Regions from separate parts of the Sus scrofa genome. Here region 2 is linked to region 1. The links are chromatin contacts, called in public Hi-C maps. All regions are on one chromosome and are shown on one strand. Each heading gives the region's core, a stretch centred on a gene start, on an enhancer-like site or on the middle of the called end of the contact. The rest is flanking DNA. Distances are from core to core; before and after follow the strand shown.

What was found. Hi-C and Micro-C count contacts between places; a contact is called where the count stands out from the background.
Region 2: a contact with region 1 is called in a Hi-C map of retroperitoneal adipose tissue, with 1.9 times the contacts expected there. The contact joins the promoter of MTFR2 here to the promoter of MAP7 in region 1. A contact is called at or near these places in 1 of 5 promoter capture datasets (liver) and 3 of 47 Hi-C or Micro-C datasets (embryonic fibroblasts, fetal liver and retroperitoneal adipose tissue).

The regions. Positions count from the first base shown.
Region 1 is chr1:27,604,075-27,608,755 of Sscrofa11.1, reverse strand. It overlaps MAP7 (ensconsin), which reads right to left and starts at 2,733. Exons shown (of 17, transcript XM_021072662.1): 1 at 2,595-2,733. The coding sequence starts at 2,661.
Region 2 is chr1:27,906,742-27,910,953 of Sscrofa11.1, reverse strand. MTFR2 (mitochondrial fission regulator 2) reads right to left here and starts at 2,165. Exons shown (of 7, transcript NM_001190176.1): 1 at 1,841-2,165; 2 at 1,116-1,232. The coding sequence starts at 1,178.

The sequences.
Region 1 (4,681 bases), core at 1,484-3,983:
GTTCTCATTTTACAGGTGGTATTACCACCAATTTTCAACCGTCTTTGATACACACACGTACATATATATATAATTATGATCACATTACAGGTGTTATTTTTATAGTCTCTTGAGATTCTAATCGAAATTGCCCTAAAATTATACCAAGATCTTTGCACAGGGACAGAAAAACTGAGAGACGTTTAAGAAAAGGCCCTACCTTCAAATAACCAGTTCTAAAAAAGGGAATAAAATGAATTCCTCAACAAATGTTGCCATCTGAAGTGGCAATTTTCACCGCTTGATGATAAAAGACAGTAACCCCCCCCAAAAAAAACCCACCTCAATACAATCCTGTGGTTGTTTAAAAAAATAATGACTTGCAGCATTTGGATGTTACAATGTGAAATGTCCATAAGAATAAAGTACCACAATGAAGTCTGATAATTCAGGTATAGGCCACCTGTTCTAAATACATGGAAAACCTCATAAGTTGAAGTTGTTATAATTCAAGAAATCCTAATTTATTCATTCAAAATATTGCTAGATTTAAATATATAATATTCATCTTTCTTCTTTCTTCAGCACCTGCTCACATAGGTGCTCTGAGCACCAAAAATATTGCATAATCCAGGGCTCGAAAAAAACAAGAAACATAGGAAAAAGACATGTCAGAACTGTCTTAGTTAAATTATAAAGTACAATTATTCAAAAAACCATATATAAAATTTGCCCCTTGGAAACAGAAGTTTCCAGGCAGAGATGTGGAAGAATTGTTTACGATGATGGAGATGGTAGCCAATTAAATTAAATTCCCTTCTTCATAAAGGAAATATTTCACTGATGGCCACTCAACTGATTTCTAGGTTGTCAGAAGCATGACCAATTTGTTCGTTAATATGCTCAGGCACTGAATAAGCTAGATGTAGTTCATTTACATCTGAACAACTTGTTCATGTGCGGATTCTAGCAAGTGTTTGTTTGTTTTGGCGCATAAATCGCTGCGTATTAACTCACCGGAACAATTTTGTTTCAGAAGTATTTTTTTTTTCTTCTTCTTTGTGGGGATTAGGCACCAAACCAATTTATATTTTCAGTGTGGGTGCTGCCCTTCTTCCGCTCTCCTCAACTTGGGGAGCCTAACCCTCAGCGCCCAGTTTATCAAGTTCCCCAAAACAATTACAAAGGCATGTCCTCCTGATTACCCCTTCCCCACCCCAAACCAAAATAATGACCTGCCAATCTTTCCAGCACATTAAGACGAAATAAACCACCCTACAGGAAGTAGGGTGACTTCAAGTAAACAAGTTCAAGATGCCTTGTCTTAACCTCAGGTATTTTGGCTGGAGGGATTAAGTCATTAGACTTTAGGTGCCCAAACAACCTAGCAGAACAGATGCATCATTTGAAAATACTGTTATAGCTTGTCTGAACCTTTCACGTTAAAATAAGCATACCATTTAAATTAACACTGTTTTTGAGGGTGGGAGGAATTTTACATCTAGGAAACAATTGTTCCCGATTATATGTGAGCAGAAAAATACAATACCACTGGAGAGGCTGCAATTTGAGTTTCTTTTTAAAATAAGAAACAGCCTCACCGCCCCCATTCCAAGTGTAGGAAGGTATCAGAAACAATTTACTGGCCAAGAATAGAAGAGAGGACTGGGAGAGAGGGGTAGATCTGCAAGACGGTCTCAAGGAAAAAAAAAAAAAACCAACCTAACAAAAACAAAACCGTATCTCGAGGGGGAAAAACGTCTACATATAATAAGATGGGGGAGGGGAGGACTTAATGCTCTTGGAGATTTGAGCTCCTGCCCCTGACCGCGGGGTGGAGGCTGCGAGGAGAGGGGGGTCTTCAACACTGCAGCGCCCTGATCAGATTGGGTTGGTAAACGGACTAAAAACATCAACGCAGAGGGCCCTTCCAAGTCAGCCAATCTCTGAGCGCCCAGCAGCACCCGCAGTTGCCCAGCTTCCGACAAGCAGCCCCCAGCCTCCCGACCCCCCGATCTCAGCGGGTGGTTAACTGCGGACTCCCGGGCGGCGAGCGGGCGCTGCTCACGCGGGACCATCGCACCCGACCGAGCGCGAGGCTGCGCCACTGGCGTCGGGCGACCCCAGCACGTAGTGTGCAGGTTAAGGCGGGAGGGTTTGCGCGGAAACGGATAACCCTGCGGGGAGCACCTGGCCTAGGATTTTTCCGGCTGGTGGTTTGGTTCGGGGATACGATTTTCCCATTCAACTGAATTAGACCCAACCCGGCAAGTGGGAGGTGAGAGGCCAGCGTTTCTCCATTTCCTCCTCTCTCCTGCGCTCCTTGGAGCGTTTGCACCTGTTGGGAAGTCGAAGAGGAGCGCAAGAGGGGCGGCCGGAACTGGGGCCGGACGCCGGCGGACTTGGACGCCCGGGCCAAGCGGCCGACGCGCGGCTGCGGACGGCGGAGGGCAGGCGCGCTCCGAGCCCGGTGCGCGGCGTGCCGGGGCGGCCGTTCCCGGCCGCGGCCGGGCGGGGGAGGGGAGCGCCGGGGCCCCGCGCTAGCCCCCCGGCCCCGCTTACCGCTCCCTCGCCCGCGCCCGCCAGACCCCCGCCTGCCCCCGCGGCGCAGTCACCTGTTTCGCTGTGCGCAGCGCCGTCGCCGCCCCTGTGGCTGTCGCCGCCAGCTCCCAGGTCCGCCATGGTGCTCCGATGACGCGCCTGGAAAGCCGCTCCGCCCTCTTCCTCGGCTTGGCTCCCGCCGGTCCCCCGCCCCCGGGGCCCGCGGCCCAGACAGGTGAGCGCCGTCAGGGGAGGGCGGAGGGAGGAGGGAGCGAGCGCCCGCGAGCCTGCTGTCGCCTGGGCCCGGCGCTCGTGCGTGCCCCCTGGTGGGCAGGTGCGGCGAGGCAGCCGCTCTGACCGACGCTCCTGGGTTTGCCCAGACAGCAGCTGGCAGAGTTAGGCGCCTGGGCTGTGAGCTTCTGGTTCCCGCTGCCGGCTCCTGGAGGTCGGTAGGGGGGTCGGTGGCACTAGGGACTGGGACGGTCTGAGGATCAGTCGAAGCGAGGCGAGAACATCCAGACGCTCTGTTCCGCTCTGAGCTCTGAAGTGGCCAGGTCAGTGTTAGTTTCGCCAGGGCCGGGGTTCATGGTCCCAACTGCCAGAGTATGATGCCACGTGGAAAGCCGAAGTACACAGGCCAGATTCTACTCGGGGATCCAGTCTTGATCTGCGTTTTAGGACACTACTGATGATGACCTGTATCTTCCCGAGGCTTCTGATTCTGGAGCCGCAGAGCGTACAATTTAGTGAAACTCGTGCCCAGTGAAGTTGCTTTTCTTATTCTTGCTTGTCGATTAGCAATTACCTTGTGACTTCAGACTTGCTCCGGAAGACCAGGAAAAAAGCAAAAGGTAGCAACCTTTTCATTTTGTAGAGAAACAGATTATTCGCTGCGGAGAAACCAGTTTCTGCTCTAACAAGCAAATAAATGTTAAGCAACAAAATGCTGAGGGGGGAAAAAGTAGCCTGTATAAATGGAAACATAAAGGAACAAAATCAAGCAGCGATCAGTTCTGCCTGGTTACACAGAACTGCACTCCCACGGCCTCGGTTGGCTGAACACAACCAGCAAGCTCCCAACAGTTCAAAAGCCTCTCAAGGACTTTAGCAGAATCTAATGGACACCCAAGCGTGTCTGAGAAGTGTTGGATTTCTTGCTAGGGTGACAGTTCTCACATCCGTGCCTACAAATCCTGCCACTCTGAGCCCGGGAGTGGCCTGGCTTTATTTGGTTCACTGGGTCACTGGCTAACTAGGTAGAGGCTTTGATTAAGGACACTTCTGCTGTAGTTATGTTTGTAGTTACAGATTTTCCCTTAGTTCCTTTTCTACAACAGATTAGGTAAACTGATCCTTTAGCCCATGGTCTTCCTAAATTGCATTCAGATCACTCTTATCACACTTCTAATCAATACAAATAAACCACCACGTGGGTAGAAGTAGTTTTAGACCTCAGCTTGGGCTCAAGCGAAGATATTTTTTTACTACTTAAGCCATGAGAGTTTAAGACACTTTCCTGGGATCATCAGAAAGACTCTTGGCTGAATTTAGAGCATAGAGTTCTCTGGAAGAACCTAGGGAAAAGGAAGCAATTTGTTTTCAGCCTTCTGGTATACCATCTTCTTAAACCAGTGAGTTCTTTCTTTGACATCCCTATCACCTCCATCAAAAAGTGAAGACAGAGTTATCGGTGTTTGCATTTGTGTATGTGTGGTTTTTGGTTTTGTGTACATTTATCCCTCTCCCATTCTTTTGATAACTTATGTATCAGCTTGTCAAAAGTTATACAAAAATAAATGAGTAGGAAACATAACGAAATTCTGCACAAAGGTCCCTGTACAGACTTTGCATTCCAAACCTCACGCGGTGTCTGGAACAGGGTGGCCTGTTGCAGGAGTGCGGGATTGCGGGAATGGAGTGCGGGATTGCGGGAATGGAGTGTGGGATTGCGGGAATGGGTGACATCTGCTAAATGTCACACACCACCACGTTGTACTTCATGTTGTACTTTGCTTAGAACACAGAAGCCATCTGTCCTGAGCTCCCACGGCCATCTCAAAAGCTCTCCAAAACATCACCATCCCCTTTCCAGGGGAGGAGTTGAACTTCTTAATGCCACCCACGCCCCTCCTGTCTCCTTTGTAACTTCATCCCTCCTTTC
Region 2 (4,212 bases), core at 916-3,415, 300 kb before region 1:
ATCTTCTTTTCAAGGCCTATTTATGTATATCTTCTGACCAACTACCTTCTACCTTCTCTGGGATGTTGCTTATTCTCTCACTTGTATCTTAAATGTTTTCCCTAACTATGAAGGTGTTTTTTTTTTTCTTCTCTGTCTTTTTAGGGCCACCTAAAGAAATCCCCCTGAAGGCATCAATAATCTACTGAGAAACAAATCTTCAACTATCACTCAGTCCTTGTTATTTTTAATCTCTTCAATTCTGAAATTCAAAATGCTTCAAAACCATCCAGTGACATCTTCTATTTTGTCATCAAGTCCATGGCTTCCAATATCAAAAGAATGTGGATTAACTCCAAATCTCAATCTCTTTTCTTTCCTACAGTGTAGAACCCATATACCTGCAGGACATTTGTATTTATATATTCTAACAGCACATCTGACTCCCATTATCTCCCTATTTAAACTAGTTTCTCATATTGAGTTGCTTATTTATATTAATGGCCCCATCATTCTTCAACTCACTTTTAAAATCTCTGCATTATCCTGGACTAGTCTCCTCTAATTCACCACACCAAATAGCAATGATTTGCCCATTCTGTAAGCCCCCTCTTACGTTCAGACTTGTATTATGGGTATCTGTTTATGTTTCTTATACCTCCTACTATATTTTAAGCATCACGAATACAAGAACCATGCATTGCTACTCTGCATCACCCACAGAACCATGCATATTGTCTTGGATGTAGTAGCTACTCAATAGGCAGAATCTGATTTGTTTATAATTCTCACACCTAAGTAAATCTCTCTCCTTAAGATTTATTCTGAATTTGTTGAACTATAACTCACCATTCTATGTAAGTTTTTAAAATATTTTACCTATGAAGGTTTTGTCTATCTTTTGCATCTTCCTTTGTATCTTCTGTTGCCATTTGACCTAACAAGTAAACAGGTTCCTAATAATCTTACCTCCTTTTTTAACTCAGACTATGGAAGCTACACTATTGCAAACTCACCTCCATTACACCTATTGAGATGTAACAATTTTGCCTTGAATGTTGACATATACATTAGTCCCAAAGTGAGACCCAAAACAAATACAACAGGTTCATTCAAATCCATTAAAAGACATTTACCTGGTTTATGGGAACACCAAAATATTCCAGCATCACTCTTAAAATACTCAATATGAAGGACATTGATGAAGCAAAGACAGAAGCAAATTCAAGGAAACATTATCAGTTTCTTGATACCTTCAGGGAAAAAGAAATTTTAATTATTACTGGATAAACAATTGTCGCACAAATTGTGGGAAAATTCTTTCGTTACACATTACACCATCAACTAATTTCTCTGTCCAGCAATATTTTGATGAGAAGAGAGAATATGAATGGGGAAGGGCTGGGAAGAGAAACTTCAATTTATCAGTTAAGATGCATTAAAAAATTCATAGGATTTCTTTTTTTTTTTTTTGAGCCTCTGAAGGGACCTAGTTAATAATCAACGATAGATTGGAAACAGCAGGGAAGCCTTCAGGTTAATTACAATAGAGACGCTCTCCCCGAAAGCTTTGAGTTGAGACTCTTAGGAAAAGCGATGAGTTCAGCCCATCCTTGAAAGTAGGCAAGGAGTAATTCAAGGCTTTGACAAAATGAAAGGCAACTCTTCCTCATTAACTTATCAGAGTACCACCCATCCCACACGCTCACTTTAAAGAAGGAATATGAACCCCAGATAGATGACGTGACTTAGTCACCCAACTACTGAATAACAGGCCGAGACTAGTGCCCAGTCATGTCACACGCTTTGGCCCCAAGCGTCCTTCGGGTCTCTCCAAACTCAGCAAGGTCACCGGACTCACCTCCCTCCGAAGCCCAGCCTCCCGGCAAACACCGGAACTTCAAGCTGAAATGGTTAAGGAACCTCCCGCGGAATCCGCAGAGGACGAGGCCTGACATGCACTCGTCCTGGTCCAGGAGCTTTCAGACGTCGAAGCGCGCTCGCCCGCGCACCTCAGCTTGCGGGCCACGGGCGGTAACGGCGCCTCGCTAGCCCGGGGCTCGGCCCTGGAGCCCCCTTGCTCGGCAGCGTTAACTCTGCGGGAGGAGCAGCCCCCTCCCGGGAGTCTCTCAAACTGTACTTCGGCTCCACGACCCGCTCGCTACTTCCGCGTTCCTGGAGGAAAATTAAACTCCGCGGGCCGCGACGGGTGCCCGATCTCATTGGATAAGGCTGAAGATCGCTGCTAGTGATTGGTTAAGAAATGGTTAGTTAAGATTATTTAGACCGGCTACCGGGGTTTCCTTCTCCTTCAAGAGGGCGGGCCTCCAACGAGGCAGCCAGTGGAGACCTACAGCCGGCGGGTGGGCGGGGCGGGGCGCGCGGGCCTGGTGACGCAAGCTGGTGACGCAGGCCCTTGACGCGCCTTTAGAACTCCCCCGCGCTCATGAAGGCTCCAGGCTACGGTTCGGCGGTTGGGAGAGATTATGGTCCTCGGGGTCAGGATCGCAAACCGGGTTTCTTGCCCCCCACATGTCTTGGCGGGAAGAGTATGTCATCCCCTATCTCCAGACTGGAAGTGGGACCGCTCTCCCAAGTCTGCTTCTCGTGGAGAGTCACGATTACTGTTTCATATTCATTCATCCATTCAGCGAACATCTATTATATGCTTCTGGGATTAACAGAAGTTAAACGCTGTCATCGATGAATCTGCAGCATTGCCATACTTAGAATGCTCATTGACGAATCGTTCTCGGTTATCCATGCTGCCAAATATGGACCGAACGCTGACCTGGTTTAGTAGAGGATGCCAAAAGTGACGACCGACTCATGACAGGTGATACCTTATTTGAGGTTAGTGGCTTCAAACTAGACAATAGTACTGCTTCTCGTATTTCAGCGAAACTGCATTAGAGTGACATAATTAAGATCAGCTGTATCTGCTGCTCACCCTCACAATTAACAAACTGGAGGATTTTTCAACTGATTTCTCTGTGCCCACATTTAATTCATTCAACTACAATGAATGTCTACTATGTGCCCCGCATCCTTCTGAGCAAAAGGAATGCAATGAGCAAGGCAGCTAAGGTCCCTGACTTCCTGGAGCTTACATTCTAGTGGAGACTTCAGAGAGGATTTCCCTGAGCACCATATATAAATAGCATCTCTCTCTCCCCTTCCCTTGATTTTTCTGTATAGCACTTGGATCATGTATATTTATGCTCCACCTGTTGCCTAACTAAACTCCAGAATAGGAACTTTTTGACCCATTCTGTACCTCCAGCACTTTTGAAGAGTGCTATCTGTTGGACTTTCAATAATAGCCTCTCCAACCCTAACCATAGGATCTCATGAAAAGGGGATATCCAGGTTGGGATGCACATGCCCAGAAGTTTTACATTCCAAAAAGAAAGAAAAATACTTAGAGCCTTTTTCCTTCTGTTCTGTTGCCTATGCTTGAAACCTCTCAGGGGTAGTAGAATGCAGTACACTTAAACCAACCAGCACTATTTAAGAGATCAACTACCTCTTAAAGGTTCATTAAAACTTTACACTTGTTTATTTAAAATTTTTAAATATTATGACACTAAGATCAAGATTTTCCTTGATATTAAAATCATATTTCAAATTAAATTGTCCTGAAAGTCTCCTGCTTTTTATATTGATAATGGAAATGATTATGTAAGAGAGCTACCTATCTATACCTACTCTATATAAATTGCTATTTACTTGTGATATATTAAAATTACAAAATCTAAGTTAACCGTTTTTAAGTCTAAAAGCAGGATTTACTTTATTCAAACCTTTAAATAACTTATATAAAAGAAACAGTAGGACAGTTATTGTAGTAGTGTTTCAATCCAGAGGTCTTATGTGTTTATTAGCTACTCATACAATTTTTGAACAAAAATATTTAGACCTCTGTAAAAGCAAAAAAGTGAATTGCTGCCTGATTTTGTTTTCCAATATAATCATGTTCACAAAGAGCTGTCTTGACTCTTGTCAATCACTTAAGAGTTGGTTTAAAACCTAGAACACAGAAAATTTAGTTTAAGGATGTTCTTCCAGTTTTACACTGCTTCAGACAGTCCAGTTATTCATCAGTACTCTATAATGTTTCCATTTAATCCTCTTCATTTTTAACAATAATCAATTCATAATTTTCAATACTGTCATGGTCCAAGCAACAGGAATCCTAAATCTTCATAAAAATGTAAAGTAACATACTTTGAT